Linked DNA regions of Oncorhynchus mykiss: region 1 is linked to region 2. The links are chromatin contacts, called in public Hi-C maps. All regions are on one chromosome and are shown on one strand. Each heading gives the region's core, a stretch centred on a gene start, on an enhancer-like site or on the middle of the called end of the contact. The rest is flanking DNA. Distances are from core to core; before and after follow the strand shown.

Evidence for each region. Hi-C and Micro-C count contacts between places; a contact is called where the count stands out from the background.
Region 1: a contact with region 2 is called in a Hi-C map of blood, with 1.9 times the contacts expected there. The contact joins the enhancer-like site here to the promoter of LOC110523258 in region 2. A contact is called at or near these places in 3 of 3 Hi-C or Micro-C datasets (blood and liver).

The regions. Positions count from the first base shown.
Region 1 is chr5:14,383,166-14,389,928 of USDA_OmykA_1.1, reverse strand. All of the region lies in intron 1 of LOC110523261 (spectrin alpha chain, non-erythrocytic 1), which reads right to left. Among protein-coding and RNA genes, the nearest start is that of LOC110523261, 9.6 kb to the right of the region's middle. Within about 2 kb of position 4,033, at least 4 of the 11 cell types and tissues checked have an H3K27ac peak or open chromatin away from gene starts, as enhancers often do. A contact at or near this core is called in liver, where this site is marked.
Region 2 is chr5:14,344,305-14,351,671 of USDA_OmykA_1.1, reverse strand. LOC110523258 (D-dopachrome decarboxylase-A) reads right to left here and starts at 6,039. Exons shown (of 3, transcript XM_021601787.2): 1 at 5,804-6,039; 2 at 5,366-5,541; 3 at 4,260-4,860. The coding sequence starts at 5,911. The coding sequence ends at 4,788. It overlaps LOC110523259 (outer dense fiber protein 2), which reads right to left and starts at 219. Exons shown (of 19, transcript XM_021601790.2): 1 at 70-219. The coding sequence starts at 72. It overlaps LOC110523260 (a long non-coding RNA gene), which reads left to right and starts at 1,391. Exons shown (of 3, transcript XR_002473416.2): 1 at 1,391-1,551; 2 at 1,672-1,956; 3 at 2,082-2,356.

The DNA.
Region 1 (6,763 bases), core at 2,784-5,283, 40 kb before region 2:
GGCAAATTTGTCTTTTTCAATCATTGATGAATACACAACAAAATGTGAGGCAGCCTCCAAATGGCTTCCGTGAGATTGTAGGATTTTAGCACATGGGTGTAATCCCAGCCTACCTGCCAACCATTGTGGGGGGATTGATAAATTGTCCGTGGCCAGTCTTTCCCAATGCTTAGGCCTACATCTGGAGTCTTTTCTCAGGGTGGTGTGACCTACACTGTGGCCTATCAGGTCCCTGTGACCTCTGATACACCAGACCAGGCCCTGGTGGAGAGAGGCCAGTCCAGCTGAACACCAGGGGGAGAAAACACACAGCATCCTTCATCTCAGGTCAGGACTGTTTGCGCATGGTTGTCATCCAGTTCCAATAGACCATCTCATACCCTTCATACAATTAGAACCTTCTCGACAGAAATAAACAGACTAAACCATTCTTCCAGAAAGAAAGGTACAGACAAGGTGTCTCACAATAGACATGGATAAGATCAAAATGTGATATGACGACTATGAACAGAATTCAGTGTGCTTAACTGAGTAATTTATTTCAGTAAGGAGGGACAGAACATTGATTTACCCAGCCAACCCAAGGACAGTGAACCCCATGAGCAAAGAGGACCATATAGAAATAAAATAAAATAGCTGACAGACCAACAGTCTGCCCCGGGGGGTGGGGGTAGTGCTAGACCTCATGAAATAGGCCCATTGTTAAAACACGGCCAGCGCAGCTCCCATTCACACAGCGAGAAAGAGGGGTGGAGAGAGATAGAAGGAGGGAGAGAGACAGTGAAATTGTCCATCTCTGACAGTAGGATTAGTGGTGTCAGCAGTGTGGTGACATTCAGCAGATCCAGGAGACACTGCTTGGTCTGGTCCACAGAGGGGCCGCTGGGCTGGCTGGGTCTCCTCAATAATCAACATACCAGTTTGTTGCCTGGTTCAACTCTTCCCCAAACATCTTCCTACACCAGTGGCTCCCAACCAGGGGGTACTTGAGAAGATGCACATGAAGGGGTAATTCGGGTGCACTCCGTTCAGAGCAAAATTCAGTTGGAGGTACAGTAAATGAAAGAGTTTGGGGACCACTGAACTACACCATAACCCTAACTCACTGAAGAGATGGCACCAGGAAGAGAGAGAACTGAGGAGCCAGGAGTCCAGTCAAAGTGTAGATTGTTCTATATAGCTCATATACAGTGCATTCGGAAAGTATTCAGACCCCTTGACTTGTTCCACATTTTGTTATATTACAGCCTTATTCTAACATGAATGAAATTGTTTTTCCACTTATCAATCTACACACAATACCCCATAATGAAAAGGCAAAAACTGCTTTTTAGACATTTTTGCAAAAACATTTGAAATATCACATTTACATAAGTATTCAGGCCCTCTACTCAGTACTTTGTTGAAGCACCTTTGTGGCCATGTTTACAGCCTTGGGTATGACGCTACAAGCTTGGCACACCTGTATTTGAGGAGTTTCTCCCATTATTCTCTGTCCCGAAGCCACTCCTGCATTGTCTTGGCTGTGTGCTTAGGGGCATTGTCCTGTTGGAAGTCTCCCCAGTCCACGGTCCTGAGCGCTCTAGAGCAGGTTTTCATCAAGGTTCATGTTTCCTAGTCCCTGCCAATTAAAAACATCCACAGAGCATGATGCCGCCACCACCATGCTTCACCGTAGGGATGGTGCCAGGTTTCCTCCAGACATGACGCTTGGCATTCAGGCCAGAGTTCAATCTTGGATTCATCAGACCAGAGAATCTTGTTTCTCAAGGCCTGAGAGTCCTTTATGTACGTGCCTTTTGGCAAAATCTAAGCAGGCTGCCATGTGCCTTTACTGAGGAGTGGCTTCCGTCTGAACACTATCAAAAAGGCCTGATTGGTGGAGTGCTGCAGAGATGATTGTCCTTCTAGAAAAGGTATCCCATCTCCACAGAGGAACTCTGGAGCTCTGTCAGAGTGACCATTGGGTTCTTGGTCACCTCCCTGACCAAATGCCTCCTCCCCCTATTGCTCAGTTTGGCCGGGCGGCCAGCTCTAGGAAGAGTCTTGGTGGTTCCTGTTGTGTTCTTGGGGACCTTCGTTGCTGCAGGTACCCTTCCCCAGATCGGTGTGTCGACACAATCCTGTCTCGGAGCTCTACGGACAATTCCTTCGACCTCATGGCTTGGTTTTTGCTCTGACATGCACTGTCAACTGTGAGACCTTACATACAGGTGTGTGCCTTTCCAAATCATGTCCAATCAACTGAATTTACCACAGGTGGACTCCAATGAAGTTGTAGAAACATCCCAATGATCATTGAAAACAGGAAGCACCGGAGCTTAATTTCAATATACTATCCGGATGTACTGTATGAGTTTATGGCCAATCTGCCATCAAACAAATCAATCTATAAAAAGAAAGAGATACGTCAGAAATAACTGACAAGATCATGAAAAAGCATTTAAACCCATTAGTAGCCTCTACACTGGCCCATTTTCTGTAAAAAGCATCATACTAGACAATTTCCCCTCCCCCGTCCCCTTACACCAGTCCTAATACACAAGGGTTTAAATCATCCCAGGATTTAGCTGACCACAACCCCGTTCTGCTCTGACATCTGCCTGTGGGGATGAAGGCACACGCTACTCTGACTAGCCTGTTTGAGGGACAGCTCTCTGGACCAATGAGTAAACAGCCTTTGGGTTGTGTCTTCAGGACACCGCCTTTCCTGGGAGACACTGCTGCTCTGAGACACAATGTGCCAAAGTCGTTGTTGAAGGAGTGATGAAGAGAATTTTACAGCCGTGTGAGATATCGTCACTTCAGTGTGAACTTGAAGTCATCGGACCTTGTAAAGAGTTTGCCCTGTTGGCATGTGGTTTAGAGACAACTGAATGTGTGTGCAAGTCCAGGTGTCAAGCCCAATGCCTTCCGAAAGCATGTATACCCCTTGACTTATTCCACATTTTTTGTTTAACAGCCTGAATTCAAAATGGATTAAATAGATATCTTTCCTCACCCATCTACATATGATACTCCATAAAGATGGAGTGAAAACATGTTTTTTGAAATGTTTGCAAATGTGTTGAAAAGGAAATATGAAAATATTCACACACCGAGTCAATACATGTTAGAATCACCTTTGGCAGCGAAAATAGCTCTGAATCTTTCTGGGTAAGTCTCTAAGTGCGTTACACACCTGGATTATACAATACTTGCCCATTCTTTTAAAATAAATTCAAGCTCTATCAAATTGCTAGAAAATTATTTAAGCCTTGCCATCAAACAGATTTAAGTCAAAAGTGTAACTCGGCCCATCAGGCCGGTAAGCAACTCCAGTGTAGAATTGGCATTCGGAATGTATTCAAACCCCTTGACAGACTGGACCAGGTTTTCCTCTAGGATATGCCTGTGCATAGCTCCATTCCATTTCTTTTTAATCCTGAAAAACTCCTTAACGATTACAAGCATACCCATAACATGATACAGCCACCCCTATGCTTGAAAATATGGAGAGTAGTAATCAGTAATGTGGTATATTGGATTTGCCCCAAATATAACTTTGTATTCAGGACAAAAAGTTAATTACTTTGCCACATTTTTGCAGTTTGACTTTAGTGCCTTGTTGTAAACAGGATACATGTTTTGGAATAGTTTTTATACTGTACAGGCTTCATTCTTTTCACTCTCATTTAGGTTAGTATTGTGGAGTAATAACTACAAAGTCATAATTCCACTTTGACATTATGGAGTATTGTGTGTAGGCCAGTGACAAAGAAAATCTCAATTTAATATTTCAAATTCAGGCTGTAACACAACAAAATGTGGAAAAAGTCAAAGGGTGGGAATACTTTCTGAAGGCACTGTAAATGGTTACATTACAGAAAAACAAATCTGTAGCATTTATCAGACGACAATACATTTGGGGAAGGAAGAGGCCACGTCATAGCACGTTGTATCTTCGACCTGCGGTAGACCCCCTAGCACAGTGCAGCTGCAATAGGAGATAGTGCTCGACTGACGCTGTGAGTGGTAGATAAGACCAATTTCCTCCATCTCCTGCCCCCTCTCTCTAACACTCTTTCCCTCCCTCGTCCACTTACCCACTAACTACCTCACACACCCCCACATACTACTACTAAACAGCAGAGCTGAATGCTTCCTCGAGGCTCACAGTCTATATAACCCTTGATCTCTCGCCAACAGGCTCATTCATTTTTAGTGCTAAGAGGAGGAGACAGAAGCACCATGCACAAATTCCATCCGCATTACATAGGATAGTCAAAGTCCAACCACCTGGTTTCTCAACCGTGTAAGCAAGCAGCAATTAAATAACTCTACGGTGGTTAGGACTTATACCTAACAGTGGTTAGGGCTGCTTATCAACTGTACAGAGACAAAGGTTGTGGATTGAGGTGGTGGACCCACATCCTGTTTTTGTGGCTTCATTGTTACTGTTTTATTTCTGGTTCAAAATAGCACTTAGGTGGTGGGGGTGACAGGTGGGTGGCCATGGGTGTGGCCAATGGTACAGTCAACAACAAGAAATCTTAAAAATAATAATTTTTACCTTTATTTAACTAGGCAAGTCAGTTAAGAACAAATTCTTATTTTCAATGACGGCCTGGGAAAGAGTGGGTTAACTGCCTTGTTCAGGGGCAGAACGACAGATTTTTACCTTGTCAGCTCGGAGATTCGATCTTGCAACCTTTCGGTTACAAGTCCAACGCTCAAACCATTTGGCTACCTGCTGCGCGAAAAATCTGAAATCTTTTAGGCTTAGCTAAAAGATTTATGCTAGTTTCCTGCAAATTTACACCATTTACAATGGAGCTAAGAGAAAATCTGCAATCCTACACATTTTGCCATGGCTTATGCCATCTGAGTGACTTAAACATAAAATCAAATGGGGGCCTCATGCAATGACAAAAATACTCCCGAATGCATGATTTGGGGAATGATTTATTCTCCCTGACTATCTAGCATTTATTTTGGTGATTGCTAGTTCTCAAAAGTATTATTTTTTAAAGTGCCATTATCATTCCTACATACTTTATTTGGTTTTAGTCGTTTTAGTTAAAAAGCTTTTTTTCCATCCCTAAAACTATTTTCCCAAATAGTTTTCTATGCAGAAAAAAAACACTAACTATAGGCCTAGATACCCGGAAAGTGGTTGGGTTAAATACTGACGCAGGAAACTAGGCTAAATTGCCACTTCAGTACCAACTACATAAGACATCTTTAGAGAAAGAAAGACGTTATGTCAGTGCACGGGACCGGCACACTTGAAGTGTTATGTAAATGTGGCTGTTTCAAGGTTCTCTAGAAGATTCTTCCCTCCCTCTGTTCTCCCCTTCAGTCATTTCCCAAAGGTGCATTCAACTTGGGTGTTTACCTCAAACTGTCATGTCAAACTATTTCACATTTTCAATGCATTAACGAAATTTAGTGAATCAGCTATATTCAAAATTAATATTAATTTGGTATTCTTGATGAGTCAACAACTTGAACGCAAATATCATCACGTCATTGTCTGCAATAGGTATTTGTCACTGAAATAACCACTTGTAATCGCCACACAGTAGTGACAGTACCTTTTCAGACGGTTAGCCATTGTCATGAAGGCATATTAACAGGGCTGTTCCAATTCCGGTCCTGGAGGGCCAAAACACTTCTGGTTTTTGTTCCTACCTGGTAGTTAATTGCACTCACCTGGTGTCCCAGTTCTGAATCAGTCCATGATTAGAAGTAAAGGATGAAAACCATAAGTGCATCTATTCCCACTCTCCCCATTTAAAAAATCAGGTCATTCTCATAAAAACGTGCCACAGATTCCATTCGAGGAGGCCAGAGATATTTATAGATCCCTGTGTGGCTCCCATCGCTGCACAAGTATCCAGAGATATTGCTCTGCGGAGAGAGAATGCGACACAAGGTGGGTGGGTGGACGGGTTGGTGGAGAGGGGAGGGGTATTGATTTGCTTCATTCGAATTATTGCCTACGCATTAGGCCTAGGATACTCTTAGTAGCTGGATATTTCATTTGAGTGCACCAAAGTCTTTGCTCGCTTCCTGGCATAAACAAATCCATTCGTTTTGACGGAGCACAAAAAATGATTATACTGAGGAGAAGGCCCATCATCACTCCCAAAGGGTGAGACAGTGGGAAACAGATAATTGGTCTTTTGACCAATTATATCAGATCTTTACACATCTTGATATAATTGGTCTTTTGACCAATTATATCAGATCTTTACACATCTGATCTTTTCATAGCTGATCGGATTGGTCAAAAGACCAGTAGGTGAAAAAAAAGATCAGAATTGGGCTGCCTGTGTAAACGCAGCCATAGTCAGCCCCCTCACGGTTCCTATGGTAACATCAGTTAGCGAGGGGTTATATGACGCCATACTGGGCGAATGCAGACCGGAGGAATTTACAGGAAACGGCAGGGTGATCCCAGAAGACTTAGTACATGCCGAATACATGTGCAAAGAGAAGAGGCGTAGCTTCAGTTCCCTTCCCTCAGAGTGAACCTTGACAACCCTCCCCTTACAGCCCACTCCACTCCTAGCTGATCGGTAGCATGCCCAGGGGAGATTTGAGTGCAGCTGAAGAAGTTAACAGTGGATGGTTGGTTTGTGAATTAAAACAATATGTACAAGAGTGTGATAAGGCTACATGACAAAATATTGAATTCAGCTTCATTGTTACTCTTATTTTCATACATTTTCACAAACTTTCAATCAGTCATACAAATCCCAAATCCTACTCTGGAACA
Region 2 (7,367 bases), core at 4,790-7,289:
GTGGAGAAATTGATTAGCTAAAAATAAGTTGAAGTGTCTACTGTAGCATTATCATCAGAAGTCACTCACCATGTGAAAACCCAAATATTCCTCGAAATGGTAGATTATGTATATTGTGAATTATATTTTACTTAGCTTGCTAGCATTTCATTCAACAGGCAAAGCTTCCTCCAAAACACCATTCTTCCGGTAGACTAGCATTCTGATAGGTGATTGGCTGATTCAAAACTTTGCTGATCTGTGATTGGAGCAAAGAACTGGCCTTGGTGTTTTATGGTCTACGTTGTTGATAGCAACGGGTTCCATAGAAACCGTCCAAGCCTACACAAGTTTGTTTTGGCTGGGGTTGCTCTCCTCTCCTGGGGTCATGGTTAGAAGTGCTTATGCAGCAGGTTAGAATAATTAACTTAGCAGGTTAGGATAATTAGGTTAGGTTAAGGTGAGAAAAGGTGTTACGTTAGGTAAAATGCAAAATGCATGACCTTTTGACCTTAATTTACCAAAGCTGGATTTGTTCTAGCCATGACTATCCTGGCTGTACTCATGATGGTGATGGCAGTAGTTAGGTGGTCCAATTAATGATGAAAATTAGCCTAGATCAGTGGTTCCCAACCGGGGATCCTTGGCCTATCCACAGGGGATACTTACGAAGACTCATGAGACCATAGGCTTACTGGTAAAATTCCCACAAGGGTGTACTTCAGGTGTACTCCGGGCAGAGCAAAATTCAGTTGGTGGTACAGTAAGCAAAAAAGGTTGGGAACCACAAGCCTAGATAAGACAGCTGTTGTGAACTAAGTCATTTTTAGGTACAGCCACAATAATATAATATAATTCTAGAATATCATTCTAGAATGCAGTGTAACTAATAGAAAATAAAATAATACAATATAATAACTTTATTTTTCCTAGAGGGATGTCAGCTGTGGCAAGTGGCTTTCGCAGTAGATTATAAACAAACAGCTACATTCACACATGTTAATGACAGACTATAGTTATGTGATGAAGCTAGAAGGACTGCAAAACTGATCAATATCAGAGTTTCCCAGACCCAATATTGTTTCAGTTTGTATAAAAAATCCAGATCATCAATGTTGTCTTGTAGATGTCAATGTTTTTTTTAATGTATTATTCTTTATAGGTTTTTTTCTTTACTGATGGAGTTTGTACCTCTTCCCCCAGGCACAATATTCTCAGGTTTAAATCCTACTTATAACAGATGCAAACAGGCCAACACAATGTTAATCCACATGTTCTGGTCCTGATTCTAATCACTTATTGTAGGTCTATTGGTCCTTCATATTCATTTTCATTTCTGAAATTACATGTTTTTAACAGGACCATTTTCACAACTAAACAGGGCAGTCCTACAGAACCCTCAGTCTGTCAAACCTGCCTGAGGCACCCAAGGAAGAAGGAGTCTGTGAGTTGTTTCCCGCCAGAGTGTACTCATATACAGATATTTCCTGGTGTCAAAAGTGAAAGTAAACCCCGGGTGTTGCAATCGTGACACGTTGGCACTGAGAAAAGCTTATTTTGGATACCAAAAAGGTACGATGTTTTGTCTCAATAAACACTAAAAGGTTGTATTGTTTTTCTGTATTAAAAAAACTATTATTAGAGGGTGCTTCAGTCAAAGTTTAACCAGTTTTTCTCCTTGTTCTGAAGTAGTGTGTGTAGTGATCAACCATGGTGATCAGTTCGGCTCAGCTGCTTAACATTATGGAGGATCTGGACTCAGACGGGTTGAAGAGATTTCAGTGGTTCCTGACTCAGGGTGTGTTGAATGACTATCCTCCCATCCCAAAGAGCTTGCTGGAGAATAGAGACAGGATGGACACAGTGGATAAGATGGTGCAGAGCTACAGACTGGACGGTGCTGTGACAATCACTCTGAAGATCCTGGAGAAGATGAACCAGAATAGTCTCGCTGGGAAGTTAAAAAAATACATATAGGTATGTAACATAGTCTTATCTTTTGACTAATATGGGGATATGGGGAGTAATCACTGTGCAGTAATTCTCAATCTAAGAAAGTAATGCATCCCTAGTTGACTTTTCACATCCTTAACGATGAGCAGCTAGAGAGAAGAGGCTCAGTGGCTCTACTGACCAAGCTGATAAATAAGGATAAAGCTAAGGGGAGATTCTACCTGGCCCTGTCAGAGGACCTGGAGAAGCAGACAACATCCTGAAAGATGTCATGCATACAGCAAGATTAAAGGTTTGTTGTTCTGAATTCAACACAAACCAAACGAGAATGAGCAAGAACATCTTCATTTGCCTTGCTGTTTCAAACAAAAGGACATTACTGTATACTAATAAACTGATCCAGCAGGGGTTGTTACAAGGCAAACTTAAGACTAACAATATTGTTTGGAACCCAGGAAGTGTACCTGCTGCCTTGCCAGCTAATTAGGGATCCTAATAAATACAAAATTGTGTAATGTATGGACAGCAAGCACACAGTCGAAATATACATTTATTTGTTTGCCTTCACTTGTACATGACTGTTTGACAAGATTAGGCCTAATACTGGACTGTTGTGGGCTGTATTGCATGGAAAGATAGCCTTTTTTTCTTTTTTAACATTAGCTTGGTTTACAGTGCACTGTTCCTAAATATGGAGTCACTTAGAAATGTCATTGTTTTTGAAAGAAATACACATTTTTATCCATTAAAATAACGTACAATTTATCAGAAATACAGTGTAGACATTGTTAATGTTGTAAATGACTATTGTAGCTGGAAAAGGCAGATCTGGTCCTTCTTTGGACACCGTGTTAACAAACCTCCAAACGGGGTTCAACGCCATACAACACTCCTTTCGTGGGCTCCAACTGCTCTTAAATGCTAGTAAAAATAAGTGCCTGCTCTTCAACCGATTGCTGCCCGCACCCTCAGCTTCCTATTTCGCAACAAAGCCTCCTTCACTCATGCCGCCAAACATACCCTTGTAAAACTGACTATCCTACCGATCCTTGATTTAGGCGATGTCATTTACACAATAGCCCTCAACACTCTTCTCATCAAATTGGATGTAGTTTATCACAGTGCCATCCGTATACTCTCGTTGGCTGGCCCTCACTACATATCCGTCGCAAACCCACTGGCTCCAGGTCATCTATAAGTCTTTGCTAGGTAAAGCTCCGCCTTATCTCAGCTCATTGGTCACCATAGCAACACCCACCTGCAGCATGCGCTCCAGCAGGTACAGATCTCAACCCCATAGAAAATCTTTGGAGGGAGTTGAAAGTCCGTGTTGCCCAGCAACAGCCCCAAAACATCACTGCTCTAGAGGAGATCTGCATGGAGGAATGGGCCAAAATACCAGCAACCGTGTGTGAAAACCTTGTGAAAACTTACAGAAAACATTTGACCTCTGTCATTGCCAACAAAGGGTATATAACAAAGTATTGAGATAAACTTTTGTTATTGACCAAATACTTATTTTCCACCATCATTTGCAAACAAATTCATAAAAAATCCTACAATGTGATTTTCTGGATTTTTTCCCCCCTCATTTTGTCTGTCATAGTTGAAGTGTACCTATGATGAAAATCACAGGCCTCTCTCATCTTTTTAAGTGGGAGAACTTGCACAATTGGTGGCTGACTAAATACTTTTTTGCCCCACTGTATATTGCACTAGTCTTCCCCAAAGCCAACACTTCCTTTGGCCGCCTTGCCTTCCAGTGCTCTGCTGCCAACGACTGGAACAAATTGCAAAAATCTTCGATTACAGGCTCAAAATGGCCAGAAACAAATAATTTTCTTCTGAAACTCGTCAGTCTATTCTTATTCTTGTTTTGGGGTTTTAGGCTGAGTTTCTGTACAGCACTTTGAGATATCAGCTGATGTAAGAAGGGCTGTATAAATCAATTTGATTTGATTCTGAAAAATTAAGGCAATTCCATGTGAGAAATTGCCAAGAAACTGAGGATCTCGTACAACGTTGTGTACTACTCCTTTCACAGAACAGCGCAAACTGGCTCTAACCAGAATAGAAAGAGGAGTGGGAGGCCCCGGTGCACAACTGAGCAAGAGGACAAGTACATTAATGCCTAGTTTGAGAAACAGACGCCTCACAAGTCCTCAACTGGCAGCTTCATTAAATAGTACCCACAAAACACCAGTCTCAACGTCAACAGTGAAGAGGCATCTCCGGGATGCTGGCCTTCTAGGCAGAGTTGCAAAGAAAAAGCCCTATCTCAGACTGGCCAATAAAAATAAAATATGGTTTAAAGAACACAGACACTGGACAGAGAAACTCTGTATTTATCAATTTGATGTTATTTTAGATGGACAAAAGAAACATGCTTTTCTTTCAAAAACAAGGACATTTCTAAGTGACGGTTGTGTATGTTAGTCATTATGATTCTTACCACCAAAACAGCAGAGAAAAAAAATCAATAACCACATTATCCAATGTTCTTGTGATATGAATGAATAGTTGAAATGACATAGTAATAACATTGAATACAGGTCAATTGACTTACATTTCCTCTAATCAGGGTATTTTATCATCTAGCTTGTCAAATGTGTGGTTCTGTTTACTATGGCAGACATGTACAGTAATGTACAGTAATATAAATGAATGAGTCCTGGTTCCAGGACATAGTTTCATGGGGACAAATTCCATAATCCTAAAATGCAATGCAAGTCTTATTGGCGACATGTGGCACTCATGTCCAATTGAGTGGTGGAAACACTGACAGGGTTTGTCCTCTCCAATGGCAACTGTTGTGGAATGGATGCTTGAAGTCACTCTGTCGTCCACAGTGCCGCCTACAGGTAACTCATAACAGTACCTTTCTTTCCAACCTGATGAGGCTCCAGTGCATAGAACCTGATCACGATCCTGGAGAATACAAGTTAACCTATAATTAGATTAATGTAATGCAAATCAAATACACAAACATCATAATTACAATCTACTAAATGCAATATTATATTCATGCAATATCAAATGAAATCCAGTATATAGTAAATACATATTTTATATTTATATTCCCTATGAATGACGCTGTTGCAAGGCAGTGGAGCACCTTACTTAGGCTATAATCAACAACTTATTGTATTAGTAGCCTTGCCCTAAACTACACATCTGCCTGCACTGTCCATAAATCCAGAAACACCATGGCACAACAGATAAGAAACTTGCTAGAGAAGTCGATGTTGAATTGTGCTCTAAAGAGGCTACAGGATACAGGAACTGGTCATAACTGAGTTGTGTTGGACACTCCCACTTTCAATATCAGAGGAGGTATCACATGACTTTGTCCTTTATCCACAGCAAGCTCCTTGTCGTCTGCATATGAAAACTAATGATTTGTAGCATATTACACACATAATCAGCTACTAACCTGTCTTCAGTAAGACCAAGTTCTTCAATAAGAAAAGTGAAGATATTGGCACTGTGTTCCTTGTTCTTCTCCGCAGTGTCAGTGACGCCGATGGCGGACACGGACAGTATGACGCACGGAGCGCAAGTTCCACCCATGAGCATTGGCAGTCCAGGCTTCACCACCAACATCATTCTCTACGTAAAAAAATACAACATAAATGCACACACGAGCACAACCTAGCTAAGCTACAGTAAACTGCAATCTCAATAGAGAATGTTGTATTGGTGATATTTTGTAACCTCTGCTATTTAGCTGCAGTGAGCCAACTTCACTCAGTAGCGTTATTAAATATAGTGTAATGAAACAGCAGGGAGCAGGTCTCGAAACCTCGACCTTCGAGCCCGAGGTCCGGCGCGCTATCGACTTCTACGCGGTGAACCAGAGCTACCTACTCACCTCTTCGGGTTTGCCTAGAACAGCAGCTGTTTTGGACCCTAGCTTTTTCAAGAAATCCTCAGAAAACTTACTAGCAGCTAAGTTACTTTCCAAATCAATGAACGGCATGATGATTTCGTAAAGAGACCGTTCTGTCAGATGAGATGGCTACAGGGGTCAGTTTACTGCGAGTGTTCACTTTGTTCGAGAAAGCGATTGCACTTCTCTTCTGCGCATTGGTCGGTAGAGAAACGCCTCATGAGCTGTGATTTGTCCGTTCCCACCCAGGTTCATATGCATTATTCACGTTATATTTGATAGCAACCCATGGCATGAAATCCTAATCAATTGTGGACATTTGCTCTCCTTTATCAATTTTTACATTAAAGCTGCAAAATGTAGCGACCCAACCAAGTTTACATAGAAATGTGTGTTACAGATCTGTCATTCTCATCGAATTCAAGTTTAAGAAGCAGTAGATATGTTTTATGTGTTCTATTTCTATGTTTCCTCTTAAGTTTCGGTTTTGCTTCTTTTACTTTGGGTTTTGTACACCAGCTTCAAACAGCTGAAAACACAATATTTATGGTTATGGAAAATATATATTCACAGTTGTTTATATGGTACAATTACTCTCTACAATATACTTGCTTGTTTTGTGACATAAACATAATTTTTGCAACCAGAAAGTGGTGGAGCGATTTCTGCATAGTGCATCTTTAAATTATTGTGTTCTTTTATTATAGGTTTTATTACCTTGTCTTTTTTTACCAACTGTTGTGATCATTTTATTTGTATTGTCTAATTGTCTATTGATTGACTCTGCTACTTTACAATCATTCTGCAGTTGAGGAAGAGCTGCAAGTAATACTTTCATTGTACTATTTACACATTGTACTATTTACCTGTGCTCCTGACAAATAAACTTTGATTTTATTCAATACTTTATTCAAATATAATATTATTTGTGCAGAATAGTGCAGAGCGATTAAACATCAAATTTTTTGTGAGCCCAAAGTGCAGTTCCTCGGGGGATGCGTTCGTAAATTCACGCTGACTATCTATTCCGATTTCAGAGTGCTCTCGTCTGAGTGTGCCATAGTGCAGGATAACTATTGAATTTACGAGACGCGCAACACACGTTGAATATGACCTGTGTCAGTAAAAGTCGGCAAAAAACGTAATTCAATTGTTGCCAGCAGCACAGATACAGTCACTAACGCTCTAGATAACATGAAAACAGCCTAACCAGTTATTCTAGGAGGACAAAAATGGGGTGTTCTCATGTATGTCTGAAGGGAGTTGTAGTTTTCATTAAACTTATTCAACCGAGTTCAGGTCAGAAACGTGGTAATTAACTACAATCCCACACTCCATTGCGCCATTTCCCCCGAGGTTTCACTCTCGCCAAAATAAGCCAAAAAAGTATTTGATCCCCTGCTGATTTTGTACGTTTGCCCACTGACAAAGAAATGATCAGTCTATAATTTTAAAGGTAGGTTTAGTTGAACAGTGAGAGACAGAATAACAACAAAAAAATCCAGAAAAACGCATGTCAAAAATGTTATAAATTGATTTGCATTTT